2 separate regions of the Mus musculus genome follow, and region 2 is linked to region 1. Evidence: chromatin contacts called from public Hi-C data. All regions are on one chromosome and are shown on one strand. Each heading gives the region's core, a stretch centred on a gene start, on an enhancer-like site or on the middle of the called end of the contact. The rest is flanking DNA. Distances are from core to core; before and after follow the strand shown.

Region 1 (7,773 bases), core at 3,205-5,704:
CTTCCTGTGAGGAGTAGGACCATACAGCATCCCAGGAGGTAACTTCAAGGTACAAAGAAGAGACCAAATAAACAAAACCCAGTCCAAGATCCAGCCTTGAGGCTGTAGAAACATATAAGCTAAAGGTACCACATAGGTCACTCCATTTTTGGAAAGGGAAGTATAATGGCAGGAAAAGCAACCCATATATGGTAAATCAGAGAAATGTCTACTGTACAAAGAAAATAGAAATACTCTTTTAAAAAAATGATACCACAGGGTAGAAAACAAAAACTACATTAAATTCAGATCAGATGGGGTGTATCAACAATGAGCACACAAAAATAGAGGCTGTTGGGCTGGTGAAATGGCTCAGCGGTTAAGGGCACTGACTGCTCTTCTGGAGGTCATGAGCTCAAATCCCAGCAACCACATGGTGGCTCACAACCATCTGTAATGAGAAAAAAAAAAATCAAACAAACAAAAAACCTATGGGCCAGATAGAGCAGGGCTAGAGCAAGAGGGAGAAGGGAGGAGGGAAAATAAAGGCTGTTGGGTACTTTTATGGAAACTACATAAGTTGAATAAAAGATCATATTCTTTTTATTGAAAATAATTTTTGTCATATAGTATATTCTGATCCCAGTTTCCTCTCCTTTATCTCTTCTAAGATCCTCCCTCCCTCCCTCTCCTTCCACCCACCTTTAGTTCCTTCTCTCTGTCTCTCTCTGTCTCTATCTCTGTCTCTGTCTCTGTCTCTGTCTCTCTCTCTCTCTCTCTAGGAAACAAACACGCAAATAAAACAAACCAACCAGAATTGAAAAAAGAAAAAGAAAAATCACGAGAAACAAACCAGGCGCGCGTGCGCATGCACGCGCGCGCACACACACACACACACACACACACACACACACACACACAAAGGAATAGGACACAAAGCCAATCATTTTGAGGATGCAGTTTCAACAAAAGAAATTTGAGGTTTTCATACAACATGGATGGAAAGTAAAGTCTTCCAGGAAGTCATTACGTAGCACTTAAGACATGGAACTATTTCAAATCTCCAAAGCCAGATGGTATTCATTGTGAGGCCCCGGGAGTCTTCCCACGTGAGTGGCCACAGTATAGGTCAGGGCATAAAACCCAGCCTCAACTCTGCCTTCTTATCTAAGAGCATGCTCTGCCAGGAGGCTTCCTTGAATAAAGATTTGAGGATTGTGTCTCATCATGTCTTAGTCCAGGGGGTATTGTTTGGGGAAATTAGAATGTTGGTCTGTTCTCAAGAGATACAAAAAAAAAAAAATTTTAAACTCTGAACATCTTGAATTCTCAGACATTCGCTTCAAAGACTAATTGAATCAATATGCAGTTGCAATCTTGATATATTCTGAGGTTGAAAAAAAATAAATCAATATTCAATTTAAATTGTTTCTAGAGAAGGACAACAAAATAGAAAAATAACTAATCTGATGTGATTTGCAAAGAGTGATTTTATTTTTGTTTTCATTTTCTTTTCAACCAAATTTTTCTATAAAAACTACATAGGTTGTCTAGAATTCGGAAAGGTATTCGAAACAAAGGCATTGTAAATATTCCAATTTTAAGGCATTTAATAAAACATTTATGCTGGGGGCTATAATTAATTATGGCAATTTCACTAAAAAGATTTAGACTGGGCAGCATAATGAGAGTTAAGTCAACACATTCCAGGTTGGGATCCAACTGGAGAATATAAAATGGACATTTTGTAATGAAGAGTCTAGATAGCATCATTATATTCTGCAATGGAAAAGATTTGAGATTTCATGGATTACTCCCAATCTAATCTCAGTAGCTCCAAATTTTAACCAATATATGCTAGACAGGAAAAGAAAAAAGAATTCTATAAGAAACTAGCAGCTATAAATTCTGCCTAAGTGACTACTTTACCATCCATAAATCAAAAGTATTAGACTATCACATCAACGATTATAATAGGAAAACCAAAGAAGTTTCTGTTTCAAATTATTAATTATATTTGTCGCCATAAAAATAGAAATTCTATCAATTTCTCATAATGTGAAGTTCTCAAAAAGCTAGGGTACTCGCTGAACCCACATGGACCGGAGACAATGGCCAACTTGGAATTATCATTTGTTGACTACTAATGGAACATGATCTCTGGGAAATGGAAAATATGATCATAAATAGGAGGTGTTTACTAGTCTTGCAAGATTTTCTTTATGAGAAATCCTCAGTGTTAAGAGCACTGACTGCTCTTCCAGGGGTTCTGAGTTCAATTCCCAGCAACCACATGGTGGCTCACAACCATCTGTAATGGGATCTGATGCCCTCTTCTGGTGTGTCTGGAGACAGCAGCAGTGACAGTGTACTCATATATATAAAATAAATAAATCTTAAAAAAAAAAAAAAGCATAGCATATAGTCTCTCTGACCTTGAGTCAAATATCGCAGTGCCGTAAAGGTTGTACATCTCTCTAGCCCTACTCTATGCTTTCAGAACACTCGTTTTTCTGTTCTCATTGAACTAAAACCAAGTCAAACCCTTGACCCAAGAAACTGCTGCCCAATCACTTGCTCACACGTTATCCATGACCTAACGTCAATCAAGTCTACAGGGCGGGAGCTCTGCCCACAGACTGAGGACATTTCCTTTCCAGAGATAACTCCCATGATGCAGCAGCTATGGCATGCTGAAAACTCAGCCTCCAACAGTTAACTTATTAGGGTAGGTAAGTTAGCATGGTTCTTTTGTTGCAGTTACTCCCCTCCATTAATTTATTGATTCATTCACTTTCCATCTAGATTGCTGCCCCCACTTCCGGTCCCCCTGTCATATTGTTGGGAGACTGAGCTTCACATCTGCTACGTATGTGCTGGGGGGTCAAGCACAATTCTTACCTGTGACACAGTCAAGACCCACCATTTAATTTGTGTTTACACATCTCAGTGTATGTATTCAAAATTTGTAGAAGTTGATGCTATTTAAAAAAAAAAATCAAAAAACAAACAAACAAAGAAACCAACTCCGTGGCAGCTTTAGTAAAATTAAAATGCCTAAGAGCAGCCCTGCCCATAAAAACCTTCCTCTGCATATCTGACTTCTGAAAACGCACGTTCTCTTTGTAGTTCTCAAGCAAGTTGCCTTGAGCTGCGATCCAGAGTGAAGGTCAAATGAGAGAGGAAATCTTAAATAAATCAGATACTTTTCATTTACACCAAGAATTTTCTATCACACTCGTCTCTGCCAAAAAAAAAAAAAAAACCCAGCCTATCTTTACCGTTTACTTTCTACTGGAGTCAAAATTAGAGTTTGCAAATTGTAAATATAGGTGGGAAAGATAATTTAGAACACTGTTTTATCATCGTCGACCCGACAGTTTTCATAACCGAGTCCCACATATTTTGAGAATGCCATTATTGCCTCGCAGTGTTTATAGAGCAGAGTAGAGCAAGCCCGCCTCCACCAAAGGGCAGAAAAGAAACTGAGTGACCCAGAGGAGGACACAGTGTGACCTGTTTATGATTAAACCCTGAGAAGGATAAATTGAGTTAGGCTGGCTGCCTGAGTGGGAGGGAAGTCAGCTGCACACCGCCAGCCAGGTCCCATTTCCCGCGCCTTTTTCCTTTCCCTGCCTACCCTGATGGTGCCAAGGTTGATGGCTGCTCCTCTCCATCAGGGCCCAAATGCTTTCTTCAGTTGCAGTCATTCAATTCGGGAGAAGGCAAGAATCTTGTTTGGGGATGGCAAGATGCGCTTTGGTGTTATTCCTTTGTGCGCAGGGATGGGGGGGGGGGGCGGGGAAATAAAAAGCAAGAGGAGTTTACTCTGGATTTCAACATCTGTCAATATCTAACTGCAGACATCTCAGCAGCTGAAGCCAATCAGCGTCTGGAAAGTGCTAAGCAACCGTACCAAGTGCTCCCAACTAACATTACCTCCGAATGTGCATGACCAGGCATATTTCAGTCCGCGCTGCCAGGCAGTGTTAGTAATGCGAGCAATATGCAGCTCACTTTACTTGCTGACTGGCTTAAAAAGAGAAAATTAAATACATTTCTCATAAGGATATTTTGTGGAATTTTTCCACATCATTAAATAAAATGTAGCCCTGGTTTAAAGGCATTTCCTGAGAGAAAACATTTCTTAACCTAAACTAACCGAACTGTGGGAAGCAGTCTGCCTGTGTGTACACCATAATATTTTTTTTCTGATTACATGTAATGGGTCTCCTATCATCCTGCAGGCTTACCCATATCATTGAATTGTTTCATAGCCATCCAAAAAAATTGACTGCAAACTTTTTTAAAGCGGTTCTCCGGGAAATGGGTGCTTATTCAATTTTCTCCTCAGAGTTACAAAAGAGCAGATGGTATTGGAGATGACATTTCTAAAATAATTAAGAAAAATAACGACGGGCTTTCTTTGGCTAGGTGCATGCGTTCTTCGCCACTTCAACGTAACAAGCTGTAACAGTATTGCCTCAGTACTCACCTAAGGAGGATAAGCTCAAATGCGCCCCTCAGGAAGTGGAAAGGACTGTTACAGAAGCAAATAGAAAATATTTTCTCTTTGACCAAGCTGCAATTGAAGCCAGGGCCCTGTGAACTGGGCAAACACCCTGCTATGACCTACATACGCCCCAGTCCCCAAATACTTTGCTATACTCCGTTGGAATGTGTATTTTTCCCCTACTTCCCACGGAAGCCATGTGCATCCAGATTGAAGCCATTCCGGGTTGAGTTTTTTGCAATACCCCTTTAATTACTTTAGATCCCCCGTGAGCTGAGTTATTACCACTAACTTCCTAAGTTTGTGGTCCCTGCCTAGGGAGAAAGGTGCTTGCTGTACAAGGCTTAGCTATCTTTTTTTTGTTTTCCATTGGAATAGCCACTTGAGATACTCTGATTTTTTTTCTTTTAATAGATTTTCTTGGCCTTTTTGTCTAAGTCAGAAGTTTTCTATTAAAAAGAAAGAAAAATTATCCTCCCAAGAAGGTAGCACATATTTTCTGTCTAATCCCCAGGAGCCTTCTAGCCAATTTGAAAGTCAACATCAGACAGAGTTGTGAAGCTTTTTTGTTTTGTTTCAATCTCAACTCTCACAGTTGCTTAAATTGAATCAAGAAGCAAGACTCTCCGACTAAGTGGCAGACAACAACAACAAAAGGCAGCCATCTTTTTATAAGGATGTGTCGGCTGAGTTCACCCTGAGAGGGAAACAAAGGCAAGGTAATGCCCCCCCCCCTCGCCCCCAGAGGTCACAGCTACACAACCATCCACAAAACCACGCATAGGAAGAGAATGAGCTGCCCGCCCACAGCATAAGCCCTGCTATTGTAATGCAGCTTAGCGATTTCAGTGCTGGGATTTTTGACCCAGATGCCCTCAGAAATAAAAACAAACTCAGGTCCAAGAAGCTTAGGGATTCTCATCCCACATATGCACGTATGTACACGCAGTCACCCGCGCCCGGTAGATGTGCCGTCTGGACAAGGGTGCTGTGTCTAATAAGAAACACAGAACAATGTTCTCTTCAGGGTACTGGATCAAATTCCCAGTCTCCTAACTAGGTTAGGACTCTGTCCCAGCTCTGGGCATTGCCTTGTGGCACAGAATAACCTCTCACTCCACTGCTATTCCCTGTAAAAATAAAACCTTCAAGAAGAAAGAATGTCCTATTGTTGGAGCAGAATTATTCCTCCAACTTCTCAAAGAGGAGGTATTTTCAGCATCTGGGAAGAGATTGTGTCCGGAGGGGCTTCTTAGTTTTACAGCTGGGTCCACTCAAACCAGTCCAACAAGCCAGTATTACATAGAGGAGCCCAGCCAAACACAGGCACTTCAATCATGCTCAATCCACTCGGGTTCTGGTAAATGAAATAAAACCCCAAAGCTTGGCTTTTTATTTTTCTTAGGGCAAAGTCCATTTAGAATGGATATAATCGCTCGCTATGGTTACATATGCCACATTTATTTTTAAATAGCTCCATATCCCAAGGGCTCCCGATTTTCATCTACACGGCAGGTAGGAAGACGGCAGGAAAAATAAGTTTTCAACACAGTCTCCATTTTATCTGGTACAAAAAACACAGGTAGAGATATTCGCTCAGGTTGGTAAGGCCGGAGCAAGTTGGCAATTGAGCCTTGTGTTTATATCCTGGAAAAAGTGCCCAGCTGTGGGGATGGGTAGCTAAAATACCCTACAATCTGCTGGCTACGCTGGGCATCGTGGCACAGGGTTTTCAACTGCAGGGTGAGAGGCCTCCCTGTTGTGGGTAAACGGTTGCCACTCCAACCCTGCTAGGGATGACTCAGGTGACAGACTTCAAGAGCGTAGCTAAGTTGCAGGGAAATGTTGGGGTGAGGCATGCTTGCCTAGTAAACGGTGACTTGTGTTTTCTGTATTTCACCTGCCCTTACCCAGTGCTTTTCCTCCTCTCAGTTCCCAGACCCCAGATCTTACTCATCCTTGAACCCTAAATGGACTCTGAGCCTCTCTAGTTAAAGTAGCCTGTTGACCAAGCTGGCTGGTTGTAGATCATTAGGCCTAAGTGGGGGTTAACAGACTGGGAGTCAGGTACCTTGTTTTACCTCATTACTTATGATTATCAATGGAGAGATTCTGTGGTAACAAGAGCTTGCTTTGTACCCTGGCTGCAATCAGCCAAAGGTGAGAGGCTGTTTTCCTTAATGACCCGGGGTTAGGTCTTGGTATTTGCTGCGCCTTACCCCTCTTGAGGAATTACCTTCCTCCAAGCACTGAGTTGAACTAACTAGGAGTCAGTGGAATGCATGAGCCAGGAATCCCCCTTCCACGCCATGAGTGAACCCATTGCTCACTGCAGCGCCAGCCCTTCTTATCACCTGTGCTAGATGGTTTCATGAGTGACCCACACGCTCAATGCCACCATCCAGATTATTCCACCGGAAACAAGACTGGGGTAGTCAGTCTTCCCAGCCAGGAAGCGCTCTTCCTTGAAGAAGAAAAGCAAACACTTTGCAGGCTTCAGGAAACTATCACAGGCAACAAATTCCTTATGACATGTCGCAGCTGATCCTAGCACATGGGCAAGAGAGAGTACAAGTGGAGAAGGCTCTTGAGCTGAAAGAAGGAAAAACATAAACACATCTAGAGAATTGTGTTTACAAAAGCATGACAGAAAAGAGGCCATCAATGAGAGCTCCAAGCAGATAATCTTAGGTCAGTGTAAATACAAGGTTTACTAACTCCAATTCAATTTTCTGCACATATACATAAGGGCAGAGTCAGTCCCTGACAGAAGACAAATCGGCAGTCACCTTCTTACAACAGGATTTATTTAGGTGATGAGACTCTTAAAGACTAAGAGGAACAACGGCTCATCTCAAATACCCTGCTAGGACTTGCATTACAATTAGCCGTTGAGAAGAGGAGTGTACACTCAAGAGCCTAGCCTGGAGAGCATCAGAAATCTTGATCTCATTTCAAGAGATGTGAGCAAGGTTGTGATGTGAGAGGTATCAGTAGGTAAGAGGCTTGTCTGGATGGAGCAGGGGGCTATAACACAGTAAGGGGTGTCAGACAGCTCAGGGAATGGGGTGCTGGCTTGGGGGGAGACTTAGGAGTTGAGCAGGGTATGCGTGTTGTGATGCTCTGTATATGCTTGGCCCAGGGAGTGGCACTATTTGGAGGTGTGGACTTGTTGGAGTGGGTATGTCACTGTGGGTGTGGGCTTAAGACCCTCATCCTAGCTTCCTGGAAGTCAGTATTCAGTTAGCAGCAGATGTAGAACTCTCAGGTCCTCCTGTACC
Region 2 (7,773 bases), core at 3,558-6,057, 360 kb after region 1:
CACCCAAGTCTGCAGGTGCTCCCTGCCTTCATCCTCTTAAGCAGCTCCACTTGGATCACAAGCACTCTTTCTTTGGTACAAAGATGCTATGTGTTTCTCAGTAAAGATCAGTCTGACTTTATTCCTCCTCAAGTTTTTGTAAGTAGCAGTAATAAGTAATACTAATAATCACAGCATTTAAAAATAATTGGAAACAAGGAACATCACAGGGGAAAATGCTGACTAGGGAGTAGAGAGGATTTCTTTGAAACTGTGAGACCCCTAGTAAAACGAATTCTAGTGCTCAATGAACAAATATGACACTGGAGATATGCACAGACTCATTCCGATTCTAAACACACTCTCCTGTGACTGTGTCATCATGACAGCATTCACATACACATACAAAGAACGCACAGTTGATACATTGGTTCACTGGCACGGGTGCTTTATTGAGAATAAGACATGTAACCCAAATGCCTCCTCAAGGCCAGGCTCCTTAAAGTAATCACTCAGACGGAATGAATCAAACCTATCTTCTGATGGCACGCTCATCTCTTCTACATATTTTTACTACCTGCACCAAAATTCCCATCCTTGTCTTATCAAGATAAATACTTAAGTATATTTTGAAGCCCAGATAGCTCTAGCAGTCAAAGTCTGGGATCTCTCCTGGAAGTGAGTGAAGGCACTTCCTTCTGTGTGTGAACTTGCTTTCTATATGGGGCAGGAGGACAGGAGAGGAGGTGGGCAGAGGGGCAGGTGAGAAGGAGGGCAGGAGGGTAAGTGGGCAGGTGGGAAGGAGGGTAGGCAGGTAGGCTGGAAGGCACAACAATTTTCTGAGGCACAGTCTGATCCTGTCAATGGCTACTTTTGCAAGTTGTCTCCATATGAATTTTGGGCAGAAAAAAATATACAGCATAAAGTCTTAAAATTCTCAAAAGCTAGTACAGCTATTGAGTAGCTGGGGAGACAGTAACAAAAACCCCCAAATTAATGGAAATAACTTCAGATTAAAAAGCATAGAACACAGAATTACCTTATCTACCGCTTTTAGGAAACAAGCCTCCAACTTGTGTTTCTCAGAGAACAGCAGAACCACTGAGCTGTGGCACCTTAGGAAACCACTCCTTGTTCTGTATTTCTCTGGCATTTGTACCAAACAAAAATAAGAACCAAAAGCAAAATAAAAGGCTTTCCATTTCAGAACTTCTGAAATAGGAAAAAAAAAAAAACGGTTTCCTTCCACAGTACATAGCAAACCCTCCAAGAGTTACTGCACCTGCTCCCAGAGAGGGCAAGGCTGGCAGGATGCTTAATAAACTCCTTCTGTATAGACTGAAAATGACATAGGAAGTGGGCTTGAGCTCACAGACGGACACACACACACACACACACACACACACGCACACATACACACACGCATACACACACACACATACACACACATGCACACATACACACACACACACACACACATGCACGCACGCACACACACACACACACACACACACACACACACGGAAGCATTTTTCTAACATTAAAATATCCTCGTTAACTCATTTTGTCAATCAGAGGAAGCAATTTTCCACGGCTAAAAATATTTTAAATCTGATATAAGAATAAAATTATATTAAAATGCCATGATGCATGGGCTTGGTAACTGGCCAAGGGTAGATGCAGACTTCTGCAGATTTCTCTTTCAAAGATAATACCAAGAATTCCAACATTTCTAATTCATAGTCAATTGCTGTAGGCACAAAGCTGTTCCTAGTAATCCTGTCCTGACAACGTATTTTAAACTATTCCACAAACCCTGCTTAAACAGTATGTCTAATGGGCTCTACGTGCTTTTTCTTATCAGAAATTTCTTTAACACATATAATGTACTGAAATTCTCTAAGTAAATGAATTCAAAACCTGACTGACACTGACAAAAATATATATTAGTTGGTCTATTCCACCGTGAGAGCCCAGTAAAATAAAGCCTCACTCTGAATATTCACATCTAATAAAAATAAACACAATTAACAATTCAAGTAAATTAGACTTTCACACTGGTCACTGTTAATTTGCCTATATTTTAAAAAACAAATGTGGTAGAAAAGAGTAACACTTTAAATGCATTGTTTTAATCCACACTCACGAGCACCAAGAAATAATGGCACCAAAGAAAACAGCTGTTTCATTATCAGAGTTTCAAAGATACTTTTAATTAAATAGTAAAATAAGGCCCACTTTTCTGTAAACTGGCATATTCTAGTTAATCACACTTGTCAATGAGGGACTATAATTTGTGATTTTTAAAATGGATCTGAAGCTTGTGAGGGTTGTGTGCATAGTTCAGTAGCTAGAAGCTTCTGTAGGAAACATGAAGACGCCATTCAGTCCCTACAAAGAGGCTGCAGGGGAGGTGGTGGTGAGGGTGGGGCTGAGAAAGCTGTCCTTGTCAGACAAATGATACAAAACAGTTCAATACATGCAAGTAAGTATCACAAGGTAACAACAAACAGAGCTGCATTCTACAGAGACAAGAGTCCTGGAGCACTTGACACTCAGGACTGTTAGAGGAGACAGAAACTTCAAGTATATTAACCATTGTCAAGATGCCGCTGTTTGTTCTGCTCCCCAAAGCGGGCTTTACATTCCCACACGAACTAACAGCAACTCACAGAGCAGTCTTTCCTTTTGCATTGTCTTACTTTCATCGGCGAGCACATAAAAATCTTATAGTGTTTGCTATGGAAAACTCAAGGATACGAAGTAAGTTATATTTTAGGTTCCAATTCTACAAATATGAAGTTTATCATGTGGGCAATAATAACATTTGAAAAACAAAAACAAAAACAAAAAACAAAACAAAACAAAAATTACTTAAGAGGTCAGGCAGCTTTACAAAGCTACTTGAAATGGGAATCGTAGGCCCCTCCATTATTAGTATGCAAAGGGACTCCTTGGCTCAGGGAGGAATGGAGTTAAAGCCTTCCTTCGTTGCCTACTATAAACACGCAACTCAATTTAGAAGCAACCACCATCAACCCTAGGGAAAAAGGGCACAGATGTGGCAGTCACATTTTCAGACTTAGGGTCACAGCCTGTACCCCAAAGAGCTCCGTTTGGCCTCCATCCTCAACGAACCACTTGGACTGCCAGAGAAAAGCAGAAGGTGGAGCTTGCCTCGGCTGTGGCAGAGGGAAGAGGGAGGAGCAGATGGAGGACTCGAGCCCAGGGTCAGGGCTCTAACAGGAAGGAGAGGAGGTTTTAGAGCAATGCATAACTGAGCAGCCAGGGCACAGCCTGCAGCCCTCCTAGGAACTGCTCAGTTTCCCTACACAGCAGACTGACAGGCGGTGAGCCTTTCTTCAGGAGACAAGCTCCATCTCTGCTTGCCCCAGGGCTTTCTTCTCCCAGTAGAGGTTTCCTAGGGAGATATCAGTTTCTTGGGATCTGCTGCTTCAGTAGTGTAAAGGGCGCACACTGTTCCTTTAGAATATGTACACTCTTCCCAGGCAGGCTGCTCAAGGGAACTGAGAGACAGTGCGTGCTGAGTGAGCACCAGAGTTCAGCCACATCTTAAAGTCTCCATTAAGCTGTCACCTCTTTGGTGCACAGAGTGGTGGGGGACTTGGAAATCCTCAGATGGAGGTTAACTTAATCCCAGGCCCCTAGGATGACTCTGGCTACCCTGACTATTCTGTTCCCACCAGCACATGCCACTATCATCCTCAGGCAAGTGTCCCTCGCCTCCTATGGTTCCTGCAGCTCTATGCCTACTCTAGCGCTGGTGCTCCAGGCAATCTAATCCACTCTCTCAGGAACAATGACAGAAAAGCAGGAGGGAAAGTGCCTTCGAAGTTCAAGAACTCGGGCTTTTGCATTGCAATAACCTGGCATTTAAGCTTCAGGAAAGGTAAAGACTGAAATTTAAATATGCCCATTCATCACCCAAGGAGCCCCAAGACTCTTGGGGAATCGACCATTCCGTTTATGTCCAACTACCTACCTTTCCCCACCAGAAGAATAAAGAAAAGGACAAGCTGCATCCGGCTGTGGTCCACTAGAGAATAGACCCAAAAATGTGCTGGATGAGAAAGAAAAATAACTATCGATGGATGGAGGGGGCAGTGAAGCTACAAGAAATTACACATACAACTTCTGTCAAATGTGTGGACACTAACAGTGCAGGCAATCACTTCGATGGGGGAATAGTGTTTAGTGTGGCAAACCCCACGCTGACTACTGTAGTTATTAAATATGCTGGTTGACATAAGGAAAGTAGCCAATGAAAGGACACAGGTGAACTGGCAAGAGTGTCTAACCAAGGACTATGATCCAACGGTTAATGTCATAATAGTGAAATCAATTGGAAAATGCATGATAACTTTATAAATGTAAATTTGGTATGTTGAAAGCCTGGTGTATTAGAAGTCACCTAAATGCAAGTGGGGATGAACTATTTAGCTAAAATTAAAGTATGAGAGGGGAGGGAGGGCTCGAGGGAGGGAGGGAAAAGGGGAGAAAAGCAAGTAAGTGACCAATCTGGGGCTAGCAGTGCAGCATTTGCCTAACACACACAAGGCACCCGCTTTCACAGGTAGCAAAGAGACACACACGCATACCCACATATGCATGCACACATGCGCACACACACCCACATCCACCCACCCATGCATGCACACACACATAGACAAACCAAAGGCTGACATACACTCTTCTAGTGTTTATCAAAGGAGTTAGGCTCCTCTGACCAGCCTTCCCTCCACAGGCCTGCACAGCCAGCCCTACCTAGGCCCCTTGTCCCTCGAGATCTCATCAGTGCTGACATCATCCTCAGCTCCTGCCCCGGATGTGTGTGTGCAAGGTTTGCTGTCGGTGCACATCCTGTGGACTACTGCAGGAATGTTCACAACATAGTATGTGCTCACGGCTTTCTCCCTCTGGCCTGGGCCCCTGGTCCTTGGTATAAGTGGCACACTCACGGGCCCTTCCACTCTCTTCCCCACTGCCATGGTAGCCTTCCCATCACTGACGAGTACCAGAATGGGCATGTCTTTAGTGAAGGTTTAAAAGGCATTAACTATGCAATGATAAACCTTCCTCAGCTGCAGGAACTGGATTCTAGAAATGAGAGACTACAGCACAGACTCAGTGAAAACAACTAACACAACACAGCAACAGGCAAGAAACTGTTCGCATTCCCTGCCGACACAGAACTACACAAACTACTCATAAATACAGCAAAATAAAGACAGCAGCGCTGACAGACATACAAATTAATGCTAAAATGTTCACTGCATGTGCTCCCAGCACCTTCCCTGACAGAAAAATCTTTTTTTCAATAAATGTCAAATGTAATAGCAATGATATATCTAGGAATGATCACTGCAATATGTCCTAGTTCTTCATTAAAAAAGAACTGTACGTTCTTACTGTAACATAGAAAATATCTAAATAAATAAAAATGCTTTAAGCCAACTCAGAAAATAAAAATTTAAATGTGAATGGAATTTCCTTTTCTACCTTAGTGATTTGAACAGTTTACACCAAGCCAGTCAGAAATGACAAACTTTAGCAGTGGAGCAAATGAGGCTGAGGCCCTTTTTATTGGACTTCCTGTCTTGCCCCCACCTTCACTCTGGTCCCCTCCCATGGAACCCAAACCGCTGGTGGCCCAAGATGCCTGGTTAAAGTAATATCTTTAACTCTTAATAAGCCTTAGAATATATTTTACCAAGTAAAGCAAGCCTTTGAGCAGTAGACAAGCATGACCCCTCTGTCTAAGCAAAGCTAAACTGTATTACAGAAAATTACACCTACAGATGATGGGCAAATCATGTGATAAAGCATGCCGGAATGTCAAGTCTGAACAGTCACATCCCAAGGATACACACTAGTGTCTTGGGAGGTCTCAAAGGTCACACAACATATGATCAATTTCACCTCTACAATAGCCTGTGTAATTCCTAAAACTGCCACGAGGTGGCAGGTGTGGTGCAGGTTCTGGATAAGACTGGCCTAGGAAGCAGGTGAAAGTGAGCACACTGCTGTTGACACAACCTTAGTGCTAAGCCTGCTCTGTCCTTCCTGTGACTTCTCATAACTGAAGCAAAACAAGAGCTTCCTGCTTTGGTGATGATGAATCCAGAACTCAACTATTATAACTAAGGATTCTAATTCTCTCTTCTTCCCATAGTGTCACATGCATTGACTATGACTTAGAGGCACCTATATCTCGTTTAACAGAGGCCCTGATAATGGGACCTATAACTTCTTTACCTTTTTCTATCACTTAAAGAAAATATCCCATTACAAGGGCTTTATATACAAAGTAAGCAGTAATTTCTTGATCACTCTGTTAATACCTTCTGACAAGTTCTGTATTGGAATAAATAAGAGATATACTGAACAACTCAAGTTCAGCCAAGCTGTACCTTGAGATAAGCCAATAAATAATTTATATTTGTATATTTTCATAGAGGATAAAGATAATTTTACTAAACAAATGCAATAGCAGCTGAGTAACTGCTTAAGCATTATTGCTACATATAAACATTTAATGGAGTATACCATCTTAGGGACTTCCATGGTGACAATTTCCTGTTGACATGTGGTTTCTTATGATTCTGATGTCTCACCACTTCAGTTGATCTAACTAAGCATCCACAGACTACATGGTGAAGAGCACTGCACATGAGCTAAACATAAAGAGCCGAGCCTTTACTACCACTGGTGAGACTTAGTCCATGGTGTTGACTTCCTCTAAAGCCTGTGACCAGCTCACACCAATGCCAGCATCACATCCCACACACCTGGTTTCTGCCTTCTCGGTGTCACAGCCTTTCCTTCTGGTGCTAAGACCGAGGTAAGTATTCATTGATTTAGTAGGAACGGAGAAGAAACCCCAATTTTAAGATAACCTGTATCGCCTAAGTGCTTCTTGTAGATGGCTTGTATCTTTTGTTTTTCCTTTAAAAAAAAAAAAGAATGATTTATTTTCATGTATATTAGTACATTGTATCTGTCTTCAGACACACCAGAAGAGGGCATCGTATCCCATTACAGCTGGGAACCACCATGTGGTTGCTGGGAATTGAACTCGGGACTTCTGGAAGAGCATTTAGTGCTCTTAATGACTGAACCATCTCTCCAGCCCTATTTTTTCAAATATTCCCTCTTTTACATGAATATTTGGAGGCTTCAATCAATGTTCAATGTCAGCTGATAGCTCTGCATCATTTTCTCTTGAGTCTGGGTCCCACAACTTTCAATTAGAAACCTGGTGCTTGCTTCTTTGCTTTTTAATTTTTAATTATGATACATTGTAAGCCAGTAGAAAGGAGGCAGAATATATATCCATGAGCCCCATGGGAGCACAGAAATTGTTAGTGCTTCAGGTCTGCTTCACATTTCTCTCAGCATGGAGGTTTCTCTACAGTCCCATGGAACATAAATTTCAAACATCCTGTCTACATATTCAGCATGTATCTCCTAAAAGCACTCTCCTCTTAGGGTATATTACATATCAGTCATGGCTACAAAAAGTAACTGACATGATCATATGTGTGTGTGTGTGTGTGTGTGTGTGTGTGTGTGTGTGTGTGTGTGTGTGTGTGTGTGTATCCACAAGGCAAGGAACAATTTACATGTTGCAAGTAACTGTTGCACTCTTTAAGCTTTTGTCCTTGCCTTTTATCTCACTGACCATCTTGGAGTCCATTTTAAGCCTACAGCCCTGATTTGTCAGACTGCAGTCATGTGGTTAAAAGCAGACCACCCATCTTGCAGAAGAGTAGT

What was found. Hi-C and Micro-C count contacts between places; a contact is called where the count stands out from the background.
Region 2: a Hi-C map of the N1E-115 cell line shows a contact between it and region 1, with 4 times the contacts expected there. The contact joins two enhancer-like sites. A contact is called at or near these places in 1 of 15 datasets of contacts at CTCF or cohesin (pro-B cells) and 2 of 484 Hi-C or Micro-C datasets (the N1E-115 cell line and embryonic stem cells).

What each region holds. Positions count from the first base shown.
Region 1 is chr17:62,958,262-62,966,034 of GRCm38.p6, forward strand. No RefSeq gene overlaps it. Among named protein-coding and RNA genes, the nearest start is that of Gm34179, 23 kb to the left of the region's middle. Within about 2 kb of position 4,455, at least 23 of the 459 cell types and tissues checked have an H3K27ac peak or open chromatin away from gene starts, as enhancers often do. A contact at or near this core is called in the N1E-115 cell line, where this site is marked.
Region 2 is chr17:63,318,259-63,326,031 of GRCm38.p6, forward strand. All of the region lies in intron 6 of Fbxl17 (F-box and leucine-rich repeat protein 17), which reads right to left. Among named protein-coding and RNA genes, the nearest start is that of 4930405O22Rik, 9.2 kb to the left of the region's middle. Within about 2 kb of position 4,808, at least 30 of the 459 cell types and tissues checked have an H3K27ac peak or open chromatin away from gene starts, as enhancers often do. A contact at or near this core is called in the N1E-115 cell line, where this site is marked.